Linked DNA regions of Mus musculus: regions 1, 2 and 4 are each linked to region 3. The links are chromatin contacts, called in public ChIA-PET and Hi-C maps. All regions are on one chromosome and are shown on one strand. Each heading gives the region's core, a stretch centred on a gene start, on an enhancer-like site or on the middle of the called end of the contact. The rest is flanking DNA. Distances are from core to core; before and after follow the strand shown.

What was found. A called contact is a pair of places that touch in the nucleus more often than the background predicts. ChIA-PET counts read pairs in DNA pulled down with a chosen protein or histone mark.
Region 1: a contact with region 3 is called in an RNA polymerase II ChIA-PET map of memory CD8 T cells, with 18 read pairs. The contact joins two enhancer-like sites. A contact is called at or near these places in 1 of 39 promoter capture datasets (stem cell-derived epiblast-like cells), 2 of 115 datasets of contacts at active chromatin or transcription factors (memory CD8 T cells and pancreatic cancer cells) and 1 of 9 other capture datasets (pancreatic islet).
Region 2: an RNA polymerase II ChIA-PET map of memory CD8 T cells shows a contact between it and region 3, with 36 read pairs. The contact joins the promoter of Uhrf1bp1 here to the enhancer-like site in region 3. A contact is called at or near these places in 1 of 484 Hi-C or Micro-C datasets (CD8 T cells), 13 of 115 datasets of contacts at active chromatin or transcription factors (the 230-238 cell line, the HPC-7 cell line, bone marrow-derived macrophages and 6 more) and 2 of 9 other capture datasets (adipose tissue and pancreatic islet).
Region 4: a Hi-C map of liver shows a contact between it and region 3, with 1.5 times the contacts expected there. The contact joins two enhancer-like sites. A contact is called at or near these places in 1 of 484 Hi-C or Micro-C datasets (liver), 1 of 115 datasets of contacts at active chromatin or transcription factors (memory CD8 T cells) and 1 of 9 other capture datasets (pancreatic islet).

Annotation. Positions count from the first base shown.
Region 1 is chr17:27,776,641-27,779,340 of GRCm38.p6, reverse strand. The region is part of intron 3 of Ilrun (inflammation and lipid regulator with UBA-like and NBR1-like domains); the gene reads left to right. Among named protein-coding and RNA genes, the nearest start is that of Ilrun, 43 kb to the left of the region's middle. Within about 2 kb of position 1,365, at least 55 of the 459 cell types and tissues checked have an H3K27ac peak or open chromatin away from gene starts, as enhancers often do. A contact at or near this core is called in memory CD8 T cells, where this site is marked.
Region 2 is chr17:27,854,954-27,857,969 of GRCm38.p6, reverse strand. It overlaps Uhrf1bp1 (UHRF1 (ICBP90) binding protein 1), which reads right to left and starts at 1,463. Exons shown (of 21, transcript NM_001080769.1): 1 at 1,176-1,463. The coding sequence starts at 1,219.
Region 3 is chr17:28,012,161-28,015,009 of GRCm38.p6, reverse strand. All of the region lies in intron 12 of Anks1 (ankyrin repeat and SAM domain containing 1), which reads right to left. Among named protein-coding and RNA genes, the nearest start is that of Gm35290, 6.3 kb to the right of the region's middle. Within about 2 kb of position 1,554, at least 181 of the 459 cell types and tissues checked have an H3K27ac peak or open chromatin away from gene starts, as enhancers often do. A contact at or near this core is called in CD8 T cells, the HPC-7 cell line, adipose tissue and 5 more, where this site is marked.
Region 4 is chr17:27,796,431-27,799,261 of GRCm38.p6, reverse strand. The region is part of intron 1 of Ilrun (inflammation and lipid regulator with UBA-like and NBR1-like domains); the gene reads left to right. Among named protein-coding and RNA genes, the nearest start is that of Ilrun, 23 kb to the left of the region's middle. Within about 2 kb of position 1,536, at least 164 of the 459 cell types and tissues checked have an H3K27ac peak or open chromatin away from gene starts, as enhancers often do. A contact at or near this core is called in liver, where this site is marked.

The sequences.
Region 1 (2,700 bases), core at 116-2,615, 240 kb after region 3:
GGCTGGTCAATGGCGCGCACTGTAGGGCAGACCCACTCCTAGTACACTGTACCAGTTTCTATGGTGGAGGGCAGCACTGGGAGTTTATTTTCCACTTGGTGCAAGGCACAGCTGTGGGGTCAGGACAGCTCAGTGTGGTGATGTGGTAAGGAAGGAAGAACTCCTAGCTTCTGCTGGTATCTTGCTTGCTGCAGCCTGCTTAGGTTACAGGGTGGGGCAGGCTCCCATCTTCCTCCATAGGAGCCGGGACTGTGGCTGTGCCAGGTCAGGATGGGACCCTGGGATTGATCTGGCTGGGCTGGCTGCTTCCTAGTAGTTTCAGAAGCCAGTGGAGATCAACTTTGTGGCCCCGGGTGAGAAAATGGACTTCTCAAAGTAGGTCCGGTCCGTTGCCTAGGGTGAGCCTTAGGGAGACCTGAGTGGTGGAGCCTAGTACCCACAGAGCACTTAGTGCCTCCACAGGAGCTGTAACTAGATAAGGAGTCCAAGCAGCATGGAGAAGGGATGGCTGCCAAGCCTCAAGCCCTTTGGGCTGTAGTGTGGTCAGGGCTTAGAGTGAGAGCGAGCCTGTCACAGGAAAGACCCTAGAAAGTCCCTCCCTTCTCAACAGATCCTCCTGCCTGTGTCAATTATTGTTTCGTTGTTTTAGGTGGGGTGGTTATTGTTGTAGTTATGTTTTGAGATAGGGTCTCTTCATGTGTCTGTCTGGCTTAGAACTCAATATGTAGCCTAAGCTGACCTCAAACTCACACAGATTTACCTGCCTCTAAGGGCTGCATTAAAAGTGTGTGCCACCATGCCTAGCTGTTCCAGTTTTTGACCTCGGCCTGGCTGGCTGGCTGGCTGGCTCTGCAGGTAAAGGTGCTTCCACTAGCCACCAAGCTGGAGCGCCTGATTGAACCCACAGGACTCACATGGTGGGAGGAGAGGTCTACTCCCGTTACTGAAACGACAAGACAGTTAAAAGAAAATGCTAGTATTAATAGAAAACCTTAATACCTCCTCTACAGAACCTGCAGGTTACACAACCACAGCAGTGTGTCTGAGCCTGGGGTTTCTCTGTTGCCATTTGTGTTCCTGACTGCAGAGCGACTCTGGGACTTGTCAGCTGAGTGTCAGCTACTGTTTCTTCCTGCTGTCCCTGCAGCCCGTGGATCTGGTGGCACATCCCCATTCCATCACTGCTGTGGGTCCCTTTCTTCTAATGCTCTCCTGGTAGAGAAGCTGTGTTGTCAGTGGTGTCCGCCTTTCAGAGGGTCATCTGTTGCCTGGAACTTGACTGTGAGTCAGTCAGGGTTGACTTTGAGTACTGACCCTCCCTCCGCTGTGCTTGGACGATAAGGGTGTGGCCAGCGTGGTTCCTGTATTTACACTCCTTCAGCTGGGAGCTTATTACATCTTGATCCACACTCATGAAGCAGAGAGAGAGGAAGGAGGGAGCATGCCAATGCCCCTCCCCCCCCCCCCCCCACACACACACACACACACGGATCATAGAACAAGTGCACTGGGAATTAGTGTTTTGAAACCTCAAATTTCCACCCAACCCGTGACATACTTCCTCCAGCAAGGCCACACTCCTGATGCTGCTCCCATGCTTCCAGCAGCTGGGGACCAGGTATTCAGATAATGAGCCCATGGGAGTGGTGCTCATTCAAGTATTATATTAATATAGTGTTAGTATATAAAAGTAACTTTTATTTGCCTGAAGTAATTGTCTCAGAGGCTTACTGCCTCCATCTGCTAATTTCAGTTTAGTCCTGGAAGCTTAGCCTCAGTACAATCTACTCTAGGCCTAGATGTTTTCAGCCTCTGAGACTTACTCCTGAATAAGCTCACCCTTTCTAGATCTTTCTGAACTTTGACTGGCTGCATTCAACTCAGCTGTTCTGACCCAAAGCAACTCTACAGGTTAACTAATTCAAGCTAGCTTCTTTCAGCTTCTCACTGAATTGCTCTGTTTGGTCTCATACTAACTTTGGTAATCTGTTCTAATCTTCTGGCTCCTTCCCATTCTCTAGCTCATTCTGTTTTCACCTGTGTCTAGCTTGTTCTCTCTCTGCACCATCTCTGCATAACTGTCCCAGTAAAACTGCCTCCTCTCTGAACTGTTGGATCTTATGTAGCCTCTCTCTCCTCTTCTGTTTTCGTGAGAGTTGGGCATATCCTATTCTGTCAAATCTTTCTCTAAATCATCACTTTGTCTGCCACACAATGAGACACCACTTTCAAACACAGGTGCTTTCTTCTACAAAGTGACTTTATCTTCCTTGTTTGGGAGGAAGGGTGTGTACTAAGGGCTAGGCCATACCACAACAGATAGGTTTTTGCAGTAAATAACACAGTCAGGGTTTATGGTGTGATCAGATACCCTGCATCAGTAGTAGTTTTTCCTTTTTGGCAGTGAGAGGGATATTGATACAAAAGCTTATTTAGCCCAGGCTGGCCTTGAACTCACCAAGTAGCTAAGGATGGCAGTGAACTCCTGATCCTCCCATGGGTATATGTCACCACATCAGGGTGGTCTTTTTGGAAGTAAGGGCACTAAGTGAGCTGAAGACAGGATTCAGTGTGTTTGGTACATCACAGTCTTATATAGCGGTTTTATTCCTTACCCCTTGGCACCGAAACCATAGACCCTGCTTGTTCAGCACTGCGGTCTTCATCCCTGCAGCCCCTGAAGCTACAAATGTGTTTCCC
Region 2 (3,016 bases), core at 214-2,713, 160 kb after region 3:
CCTACCTCAGCCTCCAAATGCTAGGACCTCGGGGGTGTGTGCACCACAGCAGCCTAGATAGTCTTTGACGTATCTACTACTACTATCTAGTTTGAAAGAGATAAACGTTGAAGAGGAAGTGCCCAGACTCCAGGAGCCGGCCCTTCAGTCATGCACATAACAGTTAATCAAACAAGGTATCTGAATCTAGCTAATAAATGTCTAAGATCACATAAGCCAATGTCAGCCAGGCAACGGGGGACACCACGTCAGGGACAGAGGCTCACACAAGCCCTGGTGTTCCATGTTGACTGGCAACACTCACACACACCTCTTGAAAACCACTAGTCACTGTGCTGCCAAACTCTGGATCACTAGAGCCTCTGAGACAACCTAAATTAACAACCATCACCAAGCTAGAATAAGCAGCGAAAACCAACTGCAAAGCTAGCTCCCAATTTTCGCAGCCACCCATTCTAACAAGCTGCATCATCACGCAGAGACCAGGAGTCCTTCAGATATAGCTGAAAAGTGTCTTGCCAGCTAACCCGTCATGCCCCAAATACAGAGCGACAGGACAGCTTAACAGGAGGCCACAAAGCACAAGTGGACACTGGCTGTCAAACAAACCTCCATGGCATCTTAAAGGGAAGGCTGCTGAAACTTTATCCCCCACCTCCGCTGACCTTTCTCCAATCCGTCTGTGTACGGAGAAGAAAGCGGACCCAGAAAGGAGGGAGGTCCGAAAGGACGACCAGCCTCGGGTGAAGGGTTTATATCTTTTCAAGAGTGATGCAACAGGGTCAGACAGAAGAGGAGGAGCTCGCCTCACAGAAGGAGAAAGCCGGCGTCGGCGCTGCAATCGAAGGGGACCTGGGTAATCCAGCACGGAGCGGCAAAGCCAGAAATGAACCGGCGCTGGGCGGCTCGGCAGGCGGGAAGAGGCCTCCAGGGCTGGCCTGCCAGGTTCCGTGCGGGTCTGGAAGGTACGGCCAGGAAAGGGCTGGGTGACCCGCGCCGAGGAAGGAGGCGGCGACGGGGGTGGGGAGGAAGGTGGCCCGGGCGAGGGAGTAATGCAGCGCCGACAACGGCCCGCAAGAGTTGAATCGCGCCTGCAGGGAGCCGCTCGCCCAGAGCGGCCGGAGGGAGGTCGGAGGGCTCGGAAAAGGACCGAGTACGCGGGGTGGCGCTCTCACCGGGACAGATGCTTCAAGATCTGCTTCTTAATGATCCCGGCCATGCTGCAGCCCGGGCCCGCGTGGAATGCAGGCAGACGGGCAGCCGTGGCCTCCTCAGTTGTGGAAAAGAGGCGTCCTCTCACCTCGCCGCGGCGCGGGCACCGGCTGCCGTAGCCACAGTGGCCGCCATGGCTCTCTGTCGCCCCTAACTCAGCGCCAGGAGTTCCGCCGCGTTCCCACCCGCCCGTGCGGCGCCGCAGGATCCCGCGGAGCAGAACCCAGACCGCACGCCACCCTCCGGGATCCCCGTGGCGAGAGCGCACGGCGAGGGGCGGGGACGCGCGCGGCGGCACAGGCGCAAGGGATGAGGGGCGGGGCGGCGGGAGCTCAGAGGCATAGGGGGCGGGGCAACTGCGCGGGGCGGGGCTTACACGCTCAGAGGCGGGGCTCACTCTTCCAGAAGGTAGATGGTGGCATTCGCCTTTACTCCGAACTCTCCAGAGCCAGAGGCAAGCAAATATAGGACCTTGAGACCAACCCTGTCTACATGGGGACTACCAAGACAGGGTTACATTAAGAGACCTTGTCTCTTCTGAGTTCGAGGCCAGCCTGGTCTACAAAGTGAGTTCCATGACAGCCAGGGCTATACAGAGAAACGCTGTCTCGAAAAACCACAAAAAAAAAAAAAGACCCAAGAAATCTAACCTTTAATGCTTCCAGTTTCAAGAAAAATATCTGCAGTTATTAAGCTGCTAAATACATAAGGCCTCCGTGATAAAGTGCTCGCCAAGCCTTGGGCCACTCCATTAAACACAGATGGAGGCTCCTTCCACTCTTCACTGTATCCAGGAGATACTCAGATACCATCTGACCAAAGCTACAAAACTGGGGCAAGGGCTGAATCCTGTTTCCATGCATGACAATGGCTCAGTGCAGGATCTCATTTCCCAATGCACCATTCTGACAAACTGCTGAGGTCAAAACGCCGAACAACCACAGCAAACCTAACCAACATACTTTGCTTAAAGCCCCCTTTAGGAAATTTAAATGTCTATTGATCATTAGTACATGACTCAATATACTTAACTGCCTTTTGAAAAGGGAGCAATGGAAATGAGAGCCAATGTCTTTAATTCTCGCTATTTCGTGTGGTTTTGCTTTCTTGGTAAGTTTGGCGGGAGTAGGAATTAATTACATCAAGCAAATGAGGTAAGTACTCCACTCAGACGCACCGCCCCCCAAAGACGGAGTGTTTTTATTTATCTGTGCATTCCTATGTGAGTGTGAATGTCATGTGCCCACAGAGACCAGAAGCTGTCAGATTCTTTGGCACTGGAGTTACAAGTAGTTGTGAGCCACTTGGTGTGGGTGCTGAGCACTGCACCTAAGCCCTCTAGAGCAGCACTTAGCAGGGAGCCATCTCTCCAGTCCCCAGGTCTTTTAAGTTTACTCTTGGAGCCCAGCGTGGTGGCGCAAGCCTTTAATCCCAGCACTCTGGAGGCAAAGGCAGGCGGATTTCTGAGTTTGAGGCCAGCCTGGTCTACAAAGTGAGTTCCAGGACAGCCAGGGCTACAAAGAGAACCCCTGTCTCGAAAAACCACCAAAAAAAAGTTTACTCTTGGTTGAGATTGAGACAAGGTATCCAGATATAGCCCTAGATGGCCCAGGGATTGCTATGTAGATAGACCAGGATGTGGCCAAAGTGGCAGCCATCCTCCTGTCTCTGCCTCCTGAGCGCCAAAAAATGTGGCTGTTCACACCACACCTGGCTATACTGTTTTAGTCACTGCAACTAACATTCATTGAGCTTTCACAAGCTGTCGTAAGTTCCTTCTGAAACTTTATTCATAACTAGCAAT
Region 3 (2,849 bases), core at 305-2,804:
CGTGAGCGAGAGACTTGGTCTTTCTGAACGATGCTATTTTCCCTACGGCACCTACAGCAGTGCCTGAGACACAGCAGGCACTCAACAAAGCAGCCTGATGAATAACTGCACAGAGAAAAAAAATAAACACACAGAAAAGAAGAGAGACTCCTACTGTGTCTCAGATACAAATGCTTAGAAGCATACAAACCCTTTTTGCCCACAGTCTGTCAGTGCCATGACTATGAAACTCGAGCCAGGCTGTGTAAGAATGTCCTAGAAAGCGAAAGCTGGCCGTGGTGGTGCACCCCTCTAACTCTGCTGCTGCATCTGAGGCCAGTCTGTGCTGCATAGGGAAACCTTCAGGTACCCCCTCCCCCAATTCAGAGAATATGTTTCCATGACTCTCAGCTCTGGGATAAAGAGCACATTTTTATCAGCTACACATTAACTTTCACTACCTGTCATGCATCACCAAAGCTTTTTTTTTTTTCTTTTTTTTTTAAATGTTGGGGAGCTGGAGCAATGGCTCAGAGGTCAAGAACACTGACTGCACTGCTCGTTCAGAAGACCAGGAGACCTGGGTTCAATCCCCAGTTCCTAAGTGTTGGTTGACAATCTGTAACTCTAATTCAGGGGATCTGATGACCTCTTTAGGACGCCATGGGCATGAGGCATGCATTCAGTACACACATACATGCAGAAAACATCCATACACATACATCTCAAAAACCAAAATAAACCAAAACATGGTGGTGCAGATCTTTAACCCCAGGATTTGGGAGGCAGGGCAGTGGATCTTGGTGAGTTTGATGCCACCTTGGTCTATGTGTTGATTTCTAGGACAACTACATAGTGAGGTGCATGCCTTAGTGCTCATGTTTGTTCATGTAGTAGTGTCATTCTCTCTCTCTCTCCCCCCTCTCTCTCCCTCCCTCCCTCCCTCCCTCCCTCTCTCTCTCATGCATACACACGCACACACACACAGCTGGCAAATACAGCACCACAGAATCTGCCCCGTTGTGTGTGCTGTACCCACTGGGCTCACTGGCCCCTTGCTTGCTGTGAGGACAGCAGGGAAGCCGGGCTGGGGGCAGGAGGAGACGCCTGCAGCTCAAGGAAGCCCAACGGTGCGGGGTCCAGCTCTCTGCTTCCCCGGCATGCTGCCATGATAGCCCAGGAAGGCAGCAGGAGGCTGACTGGTCTGACCACAGACTGAGGAGCCAGGACTTACAAGTTGCAGGTAAATGGCAGATACTGAGAGCCCCTGGATCTGACACAAAGCCCGGAAGGCAGAGCTGCCAGGACAATGCTTCAAACCTAAAACCAATGGAAACTCAGAGGGTAAGGCTTCTACTCCAGTGTGAGCCAGGAAGCAACTTAAATAGACATTCCAAGCTCCGAGCTGTCCCCAGAGGTGGGAGAGCCACATTCTTGTTTAGAGTGGGAGTGCCCAGGATCAAGCACGCCAGTGTACATACCAAGGGACAATGCACACTGCAGATCGTGGCAAGCTGAGGGTTCCGGGTAAAGGGCAGACCTCCTTGTCTGCACCCACCTCTAGGTGGCGAGGGAAGCCAATGCCTCTGTGGAGCTGCACCAATCACCTCTCTTCTTGATGACGTCATGCTGGCTCTAAGGAGCAGTGCGGGGAAGGGGAAGCTCAGGGCTTGGCCTGACAGGGTGCTCTGCCTGCCGCCTCTTCCCCTCTCAGGAAGGGGCTCAGCCGAGGGTCCCTCAGCCACCATTTGAGACTGAGAGCACGGCACTCTCCACGTGGACATTGCTGAGCAAGTGTGGAGCTGAGCACGCATACAGAGCACATCACTGCTTTCCACCATCTCCCACTTCTTTAATATTTATGAAAGCTGATTACAAAACACAAATTTATCACTTAAGCCTTCAGCCAAGTGTTTCCTGGCTTGCGTGTTTTTGCTAAGTAGACAGGCAGCCTTCTGTGGTTTTCTCTTCCATAATCTCCAATCCCATTCAAAAGTAGGCACGTGGGGGAACTAGCTGACCTCACAGACTTCTGTACCTCGAACCACAACCTGACCAGGCAGTTATTTTTGTTCTTACAGTCAGCCTCCACATCTGAGTTTCAAGCAATTGTGAAACACAGTGAAAAGTTAGGGAAAGCAAACACACCACCAAGCACCCGGGAAGCAAGCAGGCGGATCTGAGTTTGAGGCCAGCCTGGTCTACAGAGTCAATTCCAGGACAGCCAAGGCTACACAGTGAGAGCCTGTGTTGAAAAACAGGAAAATAAACTAACAAAACAGCTGACACCCATGGTCTACATGTACCGCCTGTTCTCACTGTCTACACCACAGAGTCAAATGGCTTCATTAGGCACCTAGTACTCCAGAGACACCGTGAAGCATGCAGGAGTGCCTGAAGAGGTTGTCAGCGGCTCCACCATCTTGTGCAAGAGGCTTTAGTATCCTTGGGTCTTGCTTGGCATGGGAGGCTTGGTTTACAGACACTGTGGTGTACAAAGCATTTAGTTCTGGCATCCATCGCTTTTGCTGCTGCATGCATGACTGTGTGCAGGAGACAGGCTGGGGGCTATCTAAGGAGACTGAGGTATGGAGCCCATCACTGAAACTGCTGCTTTGGCAGGACAGAGCCCTGGAGCCTTTCCTGTGGCTGGAGGTGGGAAAAGCTTTTCTGCTCCCCACCCCTACCCCAGCACACAGAACACCCAAGTATTGCCAGCAAAGGGGAGTTTGCTAGAACATCTTCTCTGCTCCAGCACAAAGCATCACATTTGCTTAGGGGTGACACAAATGAGGTCCCTGCTTGAGGAAGATCTCACACTTGACTGAAGAAGACTCGATAATGACACTAATCCTGGGTACAGTGGCGAT
Region 4 (2,831 bases), core at 287-2,786, 220 kb after region 3:
AGTGCTTGTCAGGAGGCAGGCAGGCCTCTCCTTCTGTTAGTCAGGTTGTAGTGGCTAGCACATTGTCAGGCCTGGCACCAAATGCCTTTACCTAGTGAGCCATCTTACCAATCCCCTTCATATCCTCTCTGCTTTTGGGGGACTGGTGTCTCATATTGTAGCTCAGTCTAGTAACCTAGAACTTACTGTGTAGCCCAGGCTGGCCCCAAACTCCTGACAGTCCCCCTACCATAGCCTTTTGAGTACTGCGACTACAGACATCAACTCCCATGTCTGACTAGATGTTTCCTTTTGCTTTAGTTGATCTAAATTTCCCTGTACCTGAGAGCAGGCAGGGTCTCATGTGGCCCTGGTTAATAATCTTGAACTCGATATGTAACAGAGGCTGGCCTTTTAAAACTCCTGCTCCTTCTGTCTCTGCTTCTCGTGTATTGAGCTTACAGACATGCAGCACAATGCCCAGCTTGTAGTTTCAGTTCTTATGTTTTCTAATGTGTATGGGTATTTTGCCTGAATCTGTGTAGTAAAACACACACACACACACACACACACACACACACACACACACAGAGACACAGAGTGTGTTAGCTACAAAGTGGGTGCTTGGTATTGAACCAGGATCCTCTGAAGGAGCAGCAAGTGCTCTTCACCACTGAGCCGTGTCTCCAGCCCTGTGTGTGAGTAACAGTGCTTGCTCCCAAGCCTGAGGACTGGAGTTCATTATCCGTAGTCACATGGTGTTGGGGAGAACTAGGTCTAACAAGGTGTCCTCTCATCTTCACGTTGTTCCGGCAGCGGTACATTCATGCGTTCATGTAAACACACACTTAGTTTTTCAAAGTTCATACAGCATTTTCAATTGTAACTTTTTTTGGGTGAGTGGGGTGTACAATCTTGCTATTGTAGCCCAGGCTGGCCTTGAACTTGTGATAGTCCTCTTGCCCCTACCTTCCTGGTACTGAGTTCCAGCACTTGGGACTCAGGCAACTGGGTCTCTGAGTTCAAGGCCAAACTAGTCTATTTATCTGAGCTCCAGGACAGCCAGAGCTACATAATGAGACTCTTGTCTGGAAAAAAAATGTCTGTGGTAGTGACAGAGTATTTCAGTCATCCCATGGTACAGTTCCCAGACAGGAACAGTCCTATGGTATCCCACCCTCCCCACTGCCCATCCATCCTTTGTCAGAAGATTTTTTGAGACAGAGTTTCTCTTTCTAACAATCCTGGCTGTCCTAAAACTTTGTAGATCAGGCTGGCCTCATACTCAGAGATCCACTGATTCTGCCTCTGGAAGGAGGGGAATAAAGGCGTGTGCCATCAAAGCCTACATCTTCAGAATATTTTTGACTGAACTTATATTGAAGACTGTTTCAGCCTAGAAGCTCTGAGGAAGACTGGGGCAGAGGCTTTCTTGCAGGCAGTGTTCTTTCTTCCTGGTGACCAGCAGCAGAATGTGTGTTTGGAGACAGGCGTGTACATGCTGGCACTGAGTGGGAGCTGATTGAGCTAGTCTTGCTCTTGCTGGCCCAGGATCTGCAATAATCTGACTGGAGCCTGAGGAGGCGTGCCCAGCCGTGTCTGATGGCTGCAGGCGGCTCTCTGCCTTGTGTCTAGGAAGTGATTTGCTCGGCCACCTCCCTTTGTTCCAGGTCACTCATTTGAAGTTTCGGCTTTACGAGGCCCTTGGTCTTTTCTGGCTGAGTTCTGCACCAAGCAGGTGTGGGTGAGGAATTGCTTTGGCTGTGGGATGAACTGGGGATGTGGAGGGGCTTGAGGAAGGGAGCGTGGCTCTTGTTAGTGTGCCGTCTCCGGTGCTCAGGGAGGCTGACCTGGCGACACACCCACAGATAACACAGGACACAATTTGCTGGGAGAATTGCCAATTCTCTTGAATGTGCAAGAGTTTGTCCCTACTAGCAGAGGACCCTGCAAGAGACCAAGGCAGAAAGTAGTCTTTATTCTAAAAATGGACACAACTTTTACTAAATGTTTTCAAATGAGCAAATTGAAAGTATTTTCTCTAGCTTGCTCTTTAGTCCTTAAGGGTAGGGCTGATGGCTGACGTGCCTTGGAGTCTGTTTGTGGGCCGCCTTAGGTTTACCAGGCGCTATGTATGTATGGTTTTGATCATTGTTATCTCCAAAGGGAACTGCTGAAAAGACTGAAGTCCAAGCCTTTGTATGCAGCAGGGAGTGAGCAGGTGCAGCTTGGCTACTGGCCCAGCTCTGCTCCATGTAAATTTCATCAAGCACATGGGACAGGCAGGCAGCTGGTGTCGTAATCCAGTCCTCACTGATTAGTGTGACGAACCACCATTACATGATCCTTGCTCTAAGTATAGCCTGCCTTTCTGGCAGCTGCAAACACCTGGAGAAGCAGGCACAGAGGTTCTAGCCAGAAAGTGTCGACTGCTCCTGGTGTACACATTGCAGTCACAGAGGTCCTAGCCAGAAAGTGTCGACTGCTCCTGGTGTACACATTGCTGTGTCTGTGCTTGGCTTCATGGCGCATGGTTGCCTTTGCCGAGAAGCATGCAGATTGAGAGCTGGTGGTGAGCTTACTGATGAAAGACCAGAAGAACATCCCATAATATCATCACCAGAAGAGCCTTTGATCCCCAACATATTTATTTAAACAGCCTCTGTGGCCTATGGTTTCAGGCACTGGAGCTGTGAACCAGCCCTGGCGAGATGCTGTTGTTCGGAGGACTCTGGATTGTGTGCATGGCTCCTTAGGAGCAGCTAATCAAATGGAGAAAGAAGTTACAAATGGCAATTTGCTTTCTTCCTTTGCCTTTTCTGATTTAAGACTGGGTTTCTTGTAGCTCAGGT